Linked DNA regions of Anas platyrhynchos: region 2 is linked to region 1. A link is a contact called in public Hi-C data. All regions are on one chromosome and are shown on one strand. The core of a region is the stretch at or near the end of the contact, and the rest is flanking DNA. Distances in the headings are between cores, read along the strand shown. Region 1 overlaps PRRX1 (paired related homeobox 1). Region 2 overlaps KIFAP3 (kinesin associated protein 3).

Region 1 (3,578 bases), core at 621-3,120:
TTGGAGCTAAGATTAAATCTAGCGGCTCATATTTTCTTCCTCTCTTGTCCTGTGGAGCTGGTGGGCAAAGGGAGAGTCTGCGGGGAGGAAGGGGCTGCTGCTGCCCACAGGTTATGGGGCAAAGCGGCCGCTGCCTTTAACCCCTCCGGCAGCAGTGAGCATCCCTACAGGCTGCTGCCAGAAAGGACTTTCCGCACCCAAGTCCTCCTCATCCAGCAGCTGATGTGGAAAAATTTGGGATCGGGTTGATATTCTTTTTAAGGCACTTGTCGTTTGGGCTGTCTGCGTGAAAAATTCAGCGGTGTTCTTGCGGGAGAAATCTTTCCGTGTGCCAGCAGTGCCGCGTGTGTCCTAGAGGCTCCTCGCAGGAAGGGTGAGCCACATTCTTGGGGATAAAGCTTGGATAGCAGGCCAGGTAACCAACGCAGAAAACCAGTTAAAAGCTTCATTCACTTCTTTCCACGTGTGTTGCATCTTTTTAATTTCACTCTCAGGCTAGCTGGGGCGTGATTTTTCGGTCAAATGTCTCACGCTGATATTTTTCTTGCATCTCTGAATCCTACAATTCGAAGTGGAAAAAATATCTAGTTTTGACATAAATTTCTAGATCTTCTGGATGCAGACAAAAGATGGAAATGTGACTGTCACAAACTTGGAACCAAACTTTTTTATTTAAAAAAACAAATAATAACCGGCTTACTATTAACAAAAGAAAAAAGGAGCCATGTGAAGCTGAAGGAGGGCGCTGACTCAGTTTGCAAGTGCTGGCCGTGCCGCCTTCCTTTTGACGGCCGAAACTAGACTTTTATTTGTTTGTGAATTTCACTTTTTTTTTGATCATAATCAGTTTTGCTTCCTGGTTCTCATGGTCTCATAATTTGCTGATGGTATTTGTGTTTTCAATCCATCTGCACAAAGCTTCCAACTTTTTAATTCGAAAAAGATTTTGCTGAAGGTTTTTACTCCCCCCCACCCTACTCCCCTTAATGTAATGAAAACATTTCCATGAAAATTAGATTTTGAAATCTCTCATAAAACTTAAAGGTTTGGTCTAAACTGCTAGAATGCTCTTAATGAACATCAGCTTTCTGTCATCTGCACCGAGTTTCCACTACTAGCCAGTCTATTTTCCATCTTTTTGATGATGTAGAAAGCAGTGATCGCATGGGAAAATATTATCTCAGGGTTAATTTGTGCAATCCTTACTCACACGAGTCATTGCATGCGATTCAATGGGCCGCTTATGTGGATGCCAATTGATGAGTATTAGTGTTTAAAGGCTTGACCAGCAGCCTTGAGTCATGCAAAAAGCTCTTTTTGAGGCCAGTGGAATATTTCTGCTCAGGCATGAGGTGGTTTTGCTGTCTGCGTTCGGGGGCATGAGCCTTTTGCCTTTCAGCAGAGGTGCAACAGGCATCCAAATACATGATGTTAGGGAGCCTGGAAAGAGGGAGCAAGAGCACGGACAACGTATAAGCAGGAGTGGCTGGGAGGAGCTGGCAAACTTTAAAGCCGAATGCTCTGACAAGGCAGACGCAAAATTACGGGGCCATAATTCCTTCAAGGCTATATTCTTGTTTTTTCTCCTTTTTTTTTTTTTTCCCCCTGACAACTCCGAGTTTGCTGCCGTGGTTTTTGACATCACCAGCATGGCTTGATGGGATTATAGGTGTTTATTCCTGGTTGCAAGTTGTTTATGATATATTTAATCGGTTTTGAAACCCATACGAAGGAGCCCTGAGGGAGCTGTGCTCCTGCTGGGCCTCTCTTGCATAATGAAGTGCATCACGAGGATTTACCAAGTGTCACAATATTCCAGACTTGGGCCTCTGTTTCTGGGGAGGATGAATCACTGCGTTTCTGGTTCCCCACCCTACTTGCCTTTCCGAAAGGAGGCTTGGGCTTTGGGGTGGATTATGGAGCTGTGAAGCGAGAACACCACGGCCTGGCCGGAGGAGCTGTCGTCCGAGGCCCTGATCGTGCTTTCCCTCTGAACTGTCCTTGAAGCTTTACGCTCAGGACACCAGGGTGTTGTGTTCTTAGCCTGGTTCCTCCAAGAAAAGCCTGCTGGATGGTTTCTGTCCGTGGGATGTAACTTCTGAACCCGCCGGCTGCTCTGGGGAGGGTGCAGACGTCTCAAGGGGCTGCTAAATCCCAGCAGTCCCATGGGACGTGGTGAAGGCTGCTGGCAGTCCCTCCCCATGAGGGGATGAAGCAGCGTAAATTCAGTCTCTTACATGGAGAGTCTCTGTGGAGAAAAGTCCTTTTCAAAGGCTCTGTGTTAGAGATGCCATCAGTTGAAGCTGACGTGTGTAGACACCGTCGCCACCAGCCCCGTGGCACAGGCCTGCGGGGCTTTGTGCTTTGTCACTTGTGTTGTAACAGCCCAGGGCCCTCCAGCACCGAGATTTGCTGGCTCTGCTCACGTTTTTCACTTCATACATTGATTTGTGAACGCGTGATGCTCACCTAACCTGCCACTTCCCTTCCTTTCCCTCTCTCTCTGCTGGGCCCGGCTGCCTGCTACCCTGTACCCACAGAAGATGCTGTGAGGCCGGGGTGGGAGCTGAGCGGAGAAACGTTGTGTGTCTGCTGGGACCATGGCAGCCTCGTTTTGAGAGAAATTTCTCTCAGATGAGGACATCCAGAGGATGCAGATTGGGCAGGGAGCAGAGCAGCAGTGCTGAGGCTGAGGGCTGCCTCCTGCCATGGAAAGCCTGGCGTCTGGGAAGGGAGGCTTGATGAGCAAGCCAGTGAACATCCATTTCAGTTTGCATTAACTTTCTGGGCTCCTCTCTCACCTCCAGAGGCTAAGAAAAGGTTACACCAGTGTTTAAAGCCCTGTCCCAGACAGTCTGGATTTGTCGTGCCTGTACCAAGTGAGCGTTGGCCTTGGAGTGGCAGCCCAGGACCTCCTGGTGCCTGGTGTTCCTGGAAGGGGAAGGAGAGAAGAGAGGTGAGGGGAGCCAGCCGAGCTGTTAACAAGTCACTACATCCTATCGCAGCGTCCAGTTCATATTCCACCCAAATTTCCCCCCCCCTGTTTCTGGCTAGAGAAATTTTCCTACAGGAGAAACTCCATCCAGTCAGCAAGACTGCTGGGCAGGGCGAGCGTCCAAAGAGCCGCTCGGGATCTGGCCAGGACCCTCTCCACGTCCTGATGAGCTGCTCAGGCAGCAAATCTGCTCTTGCCCCGAGAGCTGGAATTCATCAGGAGCCTGGGGACATCGCTTCCTGCTCTGAGCCCACCAGCAGATGAATTTCTCCTGTGGCCTCCTTGACCACAGTAAAACCAAATTTATCCATGGCCCTGTGTGTCTGGGGGCAAGATAAAATCGCCAGCAACAGCTGCTGAGCGGGCAGGCTTGGAAAGAAAATGGCATGTGGATGTGAAGGGGACCAACAGTCCCAGGAGCTCTGGGAACAAAGCGGGGTGCCTGGGGGTGATGGAGCAGGGTGGGAGGCTGCAGGAGGCTGTGTCCAAGTAGCCCCCAACCCTGTCTTGTAGCCAGTGTAGATGCTGGACCAGTTAAAGTCGGGTAGGATTTTTTAACCCACGGGGACCTGTGCTAGTCTGT
Region 2 (3,578 bases), core at 439-2,938, 210 kb before region 1:
ATTTTTCCTGTTCTTCAAAGTACGAAGGCAAACCATTGGTTAGAGAGAAACAGCATACAACTGAGAACCCTTTAAAAAAAAAACAAAACACATTTCTTTATATAAATGTTCTGTAACCATAGATTCTCCCACTACTGGTAATGACGTTAAACTATAAACCACAAGCCTCTTAAATTCTGCCTCTTACAGCCCCACTTTCTCCCCTATCTGGGAAGCTTTTTTTCCCCCATACTTTCTATTCCTCAGGCTCAAGTGGGAGGGGAGCTTTGGGGCAGGGACTCTGCATCAAACACCAAGCCTGCCTCTACGTTAGCATTTAATATTAATGTTCTTTTAAGGGTAATACTGTATTTGCTCAAAAGATAAGAGATGTCAGAACGAACCCAGGCGATGTTATTTTAGCTCCCTTGTGCATGATGATACAGCTTTTATGGATATGATCATGTCTCCCCTTCCTTCTGATCCAGCTTTCTGCAGTGCACTTAATGACTTAAAGTTTCCAGTTGTTTCTGGACTGGGTGCCCAGTTGTATCTCAGCACAATACCGCTGTTTCTGCCATTTAATTATAAACAAATGCAGATCTGACAATTGTGGATATGCGAGCACTGCATCTTCTGTGTCAGGCTCCAGCTACGCATCAAGCAACCAGCGTGCCAGAACTCACTGGTGGGAAGGCAGCATTTAAAAAACATATTTCCCAACTGAAGGGGAAGAAAGCACTGAGCTGAAAACAAATGACCCTGCTCAGCCAAATTCAGGCAGAACCTTGCTTGAAAGCCATGGAGCTTGCCATCTCAGCTCTGTGAAAGCAACCCGGGACTCGGGCTCAGTTTCTTGCTCTGTCAGTTACCTGCTGTGTGATCCCAGGCAAGTTGCTTTTTCTCCATGACCTCAGTTTCCCAGCTGCAGTATTGACAGAAAACCAAACCAAACATTAAAGACATCAGATGATCAATTGCAGTAATTAGAAGACTCAAATTAGACCAGTAGAAAAGAATCAGAAGCCTTCATCTACAACACCCCTCAATAAAAAAAAAAAAAAAAAAAAAAAAAAAAAAAAAGACTTTCTCAACTGCTAGGAAAGCAACTTATCCAGATGACAGCCAGCAGGGAAACTAGCGACTCAGGTGTTTCATGCAACTCTCCTGTTCCTCCGAAAGCCATCAGAATAACTTCCCCAGCGTTCCCTCACCCAGACGCACAGCTCCTCCACATGGTAGGGGAGTTTCTCAGCTATTCTGCACAGGATTTGTTAAAGGTCAAGTGCACAGTCAGAGCTGGAACAGAAACCAAGAGTTCTGAATTTCCATTATAAGCCTGACAGAAACCTCTCCTATGCTCTTGGCTCAACAACTGCCCAAACCCGCTGATTAGATACATCCATTTCTAAAAAATTAATTAAAAACTACAACATAAAAAAAGGCCCTCAGAAACAGGCAATAAAAAAAATAATCAAGGAAGATGTCTTTTCCTCCCCCTCTCTTCTTGGGCAGACTAAAGTATTTGTGTCAACACCATAAATTGAAGAGCACATTGCCTTCACCTTAACCCAGCAATAAGTCTGGCTTGGGGCTGTTTCAAACATCTCTTTTACTGAGCTCTGGTGATGTCAGTATTATGCTTTGTACGGCAGCTTCAGCCAACAGCCAGAGCAGAATAAGATCCTGAAGTGGCAGCTCCACAGAGGTGACTTGTCACTGCCTGTATCAGCGCAGGATCTGATCCACATCTTGCACAGGCTTCCGAGCAGCCTTCCTGTTTCCAGACGAGAAGTGTTTCTTGCTTCCTGTGCTAAGTTACAGATCAGGGTCACTATGGAAATGCGCTCCCAGATAAGCAGTCGAAGCAGAAATGCCAGTTCTCAGTGCCTTGGACTAGCTGAACAATTATTCCTTTAAATATTTATACAAGCTCCTCAAGTCCAAGCACTGCCACTCAGCTCTGTGCTTCAGTACAAACGGGGAAAAAAGTTCCCCCTTGTGCACAAATACCCAGAGCTGTGCCAACAGGTTACTGGCTGATAGTCGTGCTGCCTCCAGGCTCAGCACCAAGAACCAGGCAACTCGACAGGGAGGATAATCCAGATGCTGCAGGGAAGGAGGGAAGAGTCAAAAAAAAAAATCTGCTCTGCCTTGGGTTACAGCTGCAGCCAATAAAAGCTTTCAAAGTCTCTTCTGAAAGTTAACATTACTAGGGGATTTGCAGTGTTCGCTAGAGCACACACAGCAAATGCAATGGGAGCATTATTACTGATGAATAAACATTCAATATTTTTGCCACCAGAGAGGATTATCCAGATTTCAACCCGTTTATTTATCAACGCAGGGCCCTAGTGAAGTCCTGTCAAAATCCATCCCAGGCCAGTGATCGTTTTAGTGGAAATCAAGAAGGAAGTAAATCTGAGCGCCTCTTACCACTTTTCTTTGCTCTACCACTAGATACACCAGGGAACGCGCCAGATACAAATACAGATGTTGAATATTTTCTTGGAGATCTACATCTCTGAGCAACATTATTATGCAAAAATTTCAACTTTAATTAAATGGAAGGAAAATAAAATGTTTCTAGGCTAAAAGTTGGGCAGGGAGTCTTGGAAAAAACAGCAAAAGTTAAAAAAACTCAAAACCCAGAAGGCAAATAAACTCTCTAAACTTGTAGACTTTTTTTTTTTTCCCCTTAAATCCCATGGTTAAAAAAATCTTTTTGTTTTCCAGAGGGAGAGAAGGGTAGCTGTCATCATACATGCATGACTGAGGCTGATAAAGACAGATTCCGTGTCAAATTTTATAATCAACGCAATTTCAACTATTTGGCAAAAGAAATTAATTTGATATGTTCATTTGTTTTTTAATACCAGAGACTTGTTTGCAGCACACGCTCATTTCAGATAATAACGATCAGAAATATCCCACCGATATATGGGACTTAAGAACTACTCGTTGTATGTTTAATTTTGAATCCTGTGAGCACGCTTATACGTAGCATACAAAATACCCTTCACTTTATTACAGTTTTAAATCTTTCTTCCAGGTCTGGCCTTGCAACCACTTGTCTTGATAAAATAGGTCACTTGAAAAAGGAAAGCTCAATAAAATGAATTACAAAAACAACAAGATTAAACTGATTGTGCTGTTTTTGTACAGTGCAGCTGAATTCTGCAAATATGCTGCTGGCTGTGGTTTGGCATTTAACAGCATGCGATCAGTGAGAAGGAGGAAATTTTATTCTCATTAACTGTTGCAGATTTACTGCAGTGAAAAAGGGCTATGTAACCTGAGAAGTGACAGAATGGAAAGATCAAAGCAGCAGTCTGGAAACTAAATAAACCTTCTGGCTACTTCCTGCAAGGAAAATTCACTCTGGCAATGTAAAACAGAGTCCAGTTAAAAACTACTCTCAGTTTTATGAGCTGTCACAGCAGCTTGAGTGGTTTGGACCAGTCAAGTTTAGAACATTATATTTCCTTGTTTTTGTCTCAGATACTTCTGTAAGCAGTTTTATAGTTTCTTTTTCTTTTTTTTCATTTTAAAGAGAAAAATAAAATTCTTTTCTTTTGGTTGAAATCGAGAAGGTCACA

What was found. Hi-C and Micro-C count contacts between places; a contact is called where the count stands out from the background.
Region 2: a contact with region 1 is called in a Hi-C map of skeletal muscle, with 1.9 times the contacts expected there. The contact joins two enhancer-like sites. A contact is called at or near these places in 2 of 8 Hi-C or Micro-C datasets (liver and skeletal muscle).

The regions. Positions count from the first base shown.
Region 1 is chr8:17,246,978-17,250,555 of IASCAAS_PekinDuck_T2T, reverse strand. All of the region lies in intron 1 of PRRX1 (paired related homeobox 1), which reads left to right. Among named protein-coding and RNA genes, the nearest start is that of PRRX1, 6.3 kb to the left of the region's middle. Within about 2 kb of position 1,870, at least 3 of the 8 cell types and tissues checked have an H3K27ac peak or open chromatin away from gene starts, as enhancers often do.
Region 2 is chr8:17,459,056-17,462,633 of IASCAAS_PekinDuck_T2T, reverse strand. The region is part of intron 19 of KIFAP3 (kinesin associated protein 3); the gene reads right to left. Among named protein-coding and RNA genes, the nearest start is that of SCYL3, 13 kb to the left of the region's middle. Within about 2 kb of position 1,688, at least 1 of the 8 cell types and tissues checked has an H3K27ac peak or open chromatin away from gene starts, as enhancers often do.